Linked DNA regions of Ovis aries: region 2 is linked to region 1. Evidence: chromatin contacts called from public Hi-C data. All regions are on one chromosome and are shown on one strand. Each heading gives the region's core, a stretch centred on a gene start, on an enhancer-like site or on the middle of the called end of the contact. The rest is flanking DNA. Distances are from core to core; before and after follow the strand shown. Region 1 has its middle 58 kb from the start of TESPA1. Region 2 has its middle 24 kb from the start of NTN4.

What was found. A called contact is a pair of places that touch in the nucleus more often than the background predicts.
Region 2: a contact with region 1 is called in a Hi-C map of skin fibroblasts, with 3 times the contacts expected there. The contact joins two enhancer-like sites. A contact is called at or near these places in 6 of 16 Hi-C or Micro-C datasets (hypothalamus, liver, mixed tissues and 2 more).

Annotation. Positions count from the first base shown.
Region 1 is chr3:165,526,943-165,529,887 of ARS-UI_Ramb_v3.0, forward strand. No RefSeq gene overlaps it. Among named protein-coding and RNA genes, the nearest start is that of TESPA1, 58 kb to the left of the region's middle. Within about 2 kb of position 1,374, at least 2 of the 54 cell types and tissues checked have an H3K27ac peak or open chromatin away from gene starts, as enhancers often do.
Region 2 is chr3:165,738,431-165,741,130 of ARS-UI_Ramb_v3.0, forward strand. No RefSeq gene overlaps it. Among named protein-coding and RNA genes, the nearest start is that of NTN4, 24 kb to the left of the region's middle. Within about 2 kb of position 1,326, at least 2 of the 54 cell types and tissues checked have an H3K27ac peak or open chromatin away from gene starts, as enhancers often do.

The DNA.
Region 1 (2,945 bases), core at 124-2,623:
TTTGGCCAATGCTTTGGGGATCCATTGTAGTTGAAACTGCTTTCTTACGAAGTTTCGCCAGTGTTTCTGTAAGCGCTACTGTTAACCTCTGCCACATTTTTTGACAAATTCTTGCCTCCCTAAGTGTGGCAAGTGACACAGTGAGGAGGAAACTCAATTCTCTTTTTATAGCCTGGAAGGGAGAAAGAGAGGCAATAATAGTATTCCAGACACAGAATGCCGTGAAGGACAACTAACTAGTCGAAATCACTTACAGGACATTCAGTGAGATGGCTATAACATCTGATGGCTAGAACAGAGGGTCCTCTTTATTGTTTTGGGCACAAGAACTCACTGGGTTCTACCATAGGATGTGTGATGGTGTTGGCTCCTTAATTGCCTGGCAAAGAGCCCTAGAGGGAAATGTTATACCTTTGCTTATAAAAGAGTAACTCTATATATTTCCTAAACTCATCTCCTCAGGCATAACTCGGTGAGGCTTCTTTAGTCACCTCTATATACAAGAGGGAAATTTGGTTGAGGATTTATATAGTGTAACTTGGGAGGTTTTTTTTTTTTATGATTGGTGTATAGCTACTTTACGATGTTGTGTTAGTTTCTACTGTACAGCAAAGTGAATCAGCTACACATACATATACATACATATATCCCCTCCTCCTTGGATTTCCTTCCCATTTAGGTCATCACAGAGCATTGAGTTCCTTATGCTCCACAGTCACTTCTCATTAGTTATCTATTTTATATATAGTAATATATATATGCCAATCCAACTTGGGGGATTTTTAAAATAATGTATATCCATCCATCTTTAGTGTCATTTTTTCCATGGCATTAACTTAAAAAATAAGTTATATCCATATCAATATCTATATTTTAAAAATACATTTTTCTTAAATATATGTTGGGTTCCACTTCTTAGAATTGGTTACCTTTAAGCTTTTTTTTTAAAGAGATGATGCAGAGAAATGAGGGTGAGAAAGAGTTATGGGTAAAGGAAAATATATATAAAATTTTTCCTCCTTATTTTTAAGGTTTAAACTAGTATTTTCCTTGTTCTTTCCACTTGTGGGGGAAAAATCCAAACTTTTATTAGATTCCTAAGGAAAAGACTTTTTTAAGAATCTAGTATTAGAAACGCTAAGAGCTTATCAAATGTCAAAGAACTAAAACAAAGAAAATGTTCTCTGTTTTTCCTTGCTGCTTTCCCATCTATTTAAGATGAGAACTTTAAAAAGATTTTTAAACAAGCCACAAACTGCACATGTCTGATAGTTGCCTCAAGGATTTTGTGGGCTGATCAAGCATCAGAAGGGATGCTTGTACAGTTACTAAACTGTACAAGCAACTGTTTAGTACAGTTACTAAACTGGCTCCTGACCTGCACACACATTTTTTTCTCATGAATCCTTTGCACAGAACAGATGCTCTGGGTGTAGCTTTAGGCCAGAAGAATGTCCAAGATATGTGGGTGTGAATTTGGTCAAAGGGTTAGCTGAATGTGGAGCTCAGATACCAACCTGGTAACCGGCCACATTTTAATGAAAAACGCACAATCAGCATGGCATTGTGTTTTTCAAAGAGGTAATTCCCAGCCATGGAGAATACAAGGGAGAAATAGGCAATCATGTGGAACTGCTTTAAAACAAAGTTCTTGTGTATCCTGGCTGGTGGGGTAGGGCTCTCTAGTAGCCCTTGGGAAATTAGATGATGGAATTTTGCTAGGCATCATTGAGTTTTTTGGATCATCAGTCATAATTCTTCAAAAAAAAAAAAAAACCCTCTACAATTGAATAAAGAAAAGACTTCAAAATTATAATTTGCTATGTTAGAAAAAAACTTTCTAAGAGGGGCAAAGATGTTGTCTAATTCACATGCTGAGAACTGTGAATAAGCACAGAAACAGAATTTTCCTTGTTCCACTTAAGAAAAAAAGAGTAGTGAAGAAAACAAAGTGACCAAAAACTCTTTACCTTTACATAAAGAGTGAAATTCTTGTGCTTGACTGTATCTTAGCTGGTAAAGAATCCACCTGCCATGCAGGAGACCTGGGTTCAGTCCCTGGGTTGGGAAAATCCCCTTGGAGAAGGGAAAGGCTACTCACTCCAGTATTCTGGCCTAGAGAATTCCATGAACTATATAGTCTATGGGGTCACAAAGAGTCAGGCACGACTGAGCCGCTTTTACTTCACTTCACTTCGAAGAGTGAAATGTAAGTCTCTTAGATACATGTTGTACTAGAAATGGTTCTGTTTCCTCTCAAGAAGCATGTATGTGTTTTAAACCATTTGGGATCATCTGTAAGTACATAAGCAGCTTCCCAGATGGCGCTGATGGTAAAGAACCCGCCTGCCACTGAAGGAGATGTAAGAGACATGGGTTTGATTGCTGGGTCAGGAAGATTCTCTGGAAGAGGGCATTGAAATGCAATCCAGTATTCTTGCCTGGAGAATCCCATGGACAGAGGAGCCTGGGGGGCTACAGTTCGTAGCATCGCAGAGTCGGACATGACTGAATCAACTTGCACACACACACATAAGTACATAAGAAACATAACTAAGGTTATCTTTTAAGAATGAGAGAAATGTAGAAACAGTAGACTCATTTACTTTTTAAAAATTTATTTACTTATTTATTTTGGGCCCACCATGTGGCCTATGGGATCTCAATTGCCTGTCCAGGGATTGAGTCCATGCCCTTTGCAGCAGAAGCATGAAGTCTTAACCCACTAGACCTCCAGGGATGTTCCAGTCATGTTTTAAATAGGAACATAATGCTATTTGATAGTGTTAACAAATAAACATTTAATTTTATGTCACTGTTATAGCTAGTTGTATGCCGCATACAAAAACTGCAATAGAAAGTGGCTTCAGAAAAGGAAACACATTAATAAAGGTATTACGTGTGAGGTAAAGAAGGTGAGAGTTTATTCTACATTCTGCTAGTCA
Region 2 (2,700 bases), core at 76-2,575, 210 kb after region 1:
CAGCCCACCAGGCTCCCCCGTCCCTGGGATTCTCCAGGCAAGAAAACTGGAGTGGGTTGCCATTTTCTTCTCTAATGCATGAAAGTGAAAAGTGGAAAGTGAAAGTGAAGTCGCTCAGTCCTGTCCAACCCTCAGCGGCCCCATGGATTGCAGCCTTCCAGGCTCCTCCGTCCATGGGATGTTCCAGGCAAGAGTACTGGAGTGGGGTGCCATTGCCTTCTCCAAGGAATATAAATAATTGTACACAAAACAAATAGAGAATAATATAATGCAATAAAACACACTAGAGACTGGGATGCCCACAAGAGGAAGGAGAAGAAGAAGAATAGAAGAAAAGCAGCAGTAGCTGATGGACATGATAAGCTAAAGAAAGGCAGGAAAGACATTCTCCAAAGGCATGAGTGAAGGTTTAAAGTGAATAAGGAATGTCTGGATACACTGGGTAGGCAAGTCATAGGAGCAAGGTTCACAAAGGCCAGTACAATAATGGAATTTAGCTCTGGAGTGGAGCTTAGATGTCATCTTTCTGAAGGTGCAAAAAATCTCTTTTATAGCATCTCTGGATGATAGCCATTTAACACCTACTGTTACAGGTTTCTTGTTTGTTTGTTTAGCAAAACACTAATTATGCTCCAGGTTCTACTCTGAAGACTTCACCATTAACTCAAGTGGTCTTATAACAGCCTTGTGATAGAAGTATAATTGTTATCCCTACTATACAGATGAGGAAGTGAAGCAAGGAGAAGATAGGTCATTGGCCTCAGGTCACATTGCTGCGAGTGACTGATCCAGGATCCTTATGCAAAGTCCACACACTGACCAGGTGTTTACCCCTTTCGAGGGTAGATGACCCCACTTTTGGCCAGATCAAGTGATTAGACATGAGGTTGGAAAACTTCTAAAATTTTTCCTATATTTCAGTGTTATTTGTGATGTAGATTTGCCTCATAATAATAAAGGTTTCAAGCAAAGTATACTGTAGAACACTAAGAATTTGAATGAAAATCTTCCCTGACTTACAGTGGTTACACTCTAGTAACCTCACTGTAAACCGAAGGCATCATAAATCAAAAATGCTCTTAACCTACCGAACATCACAGTTTAGCCCAGCCTACCTTAAATGTGCTCAGAACTCTTACATTAGCCTACAGTTGGGCAAAATCATCTAAAACACAAAGCCTGTTTATAATAAAGTGTTGAATATTTCATGTAATTTACTGAATACTGTGCTGAAAGTGAACAACAGAATAGTTGTATCAGTGGTTTACCCACATTCTTGTGTGGCTGACTGGAGCTGCAGCTCACTGCCACTGCCCAGCATCATGAGAAACTGTACCACAAGTCACTAGCTCAGGAAAAGTTCAAAGTTCAGAATTCACAGTACAGTCTCAGCTGTATGTGAATCACTTTGGCATCAATATAAATTGAACCAGAAAGAAAGTACTTTTCCAAGGAGCACGAGGAAGTAGAGCTCCCTTTGAGGAACACCTGGGTCTGATGCTACCTCGCAGCAGCTTTTAACTCCACCCCAGGCTGAGAAATTCTAAATTTTAAAACATCCTAATAATTTTTAAAGTATCAATAATGATGGTAAAATAAACACTAAAATTTAGTATGTGGTACTATCATATAAAAACAAAGTATTTTATCATAGAACCAGAAACTGACACAAGGCTCAAATATTATTATTACAAGATTTTGGCTATAGAACCAGAAATACCAGTATTTAAGCCATGACTCATATAAGATGATTTTCTCAGAGGAAAAGGTTGGTCATTCAATTAAATACTTAGTATAATAGTGTTTATGAAGAAAAGTTCAGATGTTTCTAAATTCTAAGGCCAGAGAGAAAAAGTTAAATCAATGACTGAAAATTTACAGATTTTATTGAATAAATGATAAAATACTTGGTTGTGAAAATATGTTTTTCTCCCTAGAGTTACAAAGTTTATATCAACAATTATAAAGAAGGATCAGAATTCAGGCTTTTTGCTTTAAGGAAAAGGAACTCTGAATATTTCTTTACTTGCCCGAATAAAAAGCTGCAATGCAGCCTTTTATACCTCTGATACAAGCCATATGCTCTTTGATCTATACGAGCTGTGAAAATTTTCGGTGGACAAATAATTAGAACCCAAGATAGATTCTGTTCTCTTATAGCAGGTTCCATTTTCTACATGTAAGTTCACGAGGGATGCTATAACCCACTAGGTCTATACACAGTCATTGCACCAAATTAGGACTTGAAAAAATATTCTTAGTTTACTTTACCAAGGCTTTGCACGTGTATCAGGGTTGCATGTGTGTATGTGTTAATCACTCATTCATGTCCGACTTTTTGAGGCCCCACGGACTGTAACCAGCCAGGCTTCTCTGTCCATGAAATTCTCCAGGCAAGAATACTGGAGTGGGTTGCTATTTCCTTCTCCAGGGGATCTTCCTGACCTAGGGATCAAACCTGGGTCTCCTGCATTGCAGGCAGATTCTTTACCATCTGAGCCACCAGTAGGATTGCATAATAAGAGAAAAATAAATCCTGTTACAATTTTCATAGCATTGACATGATCTCTGTTGAGTAAAACCACAATTTAAAAAAAAAAAAAAAACCAGCTCAGTATCCTATTGTAACTATGGCCTTAAGTTGTCTAAATAAAAAGAATTGTCATGTTAAAGAAAAATTCTGTTTGTTATTCAACACCT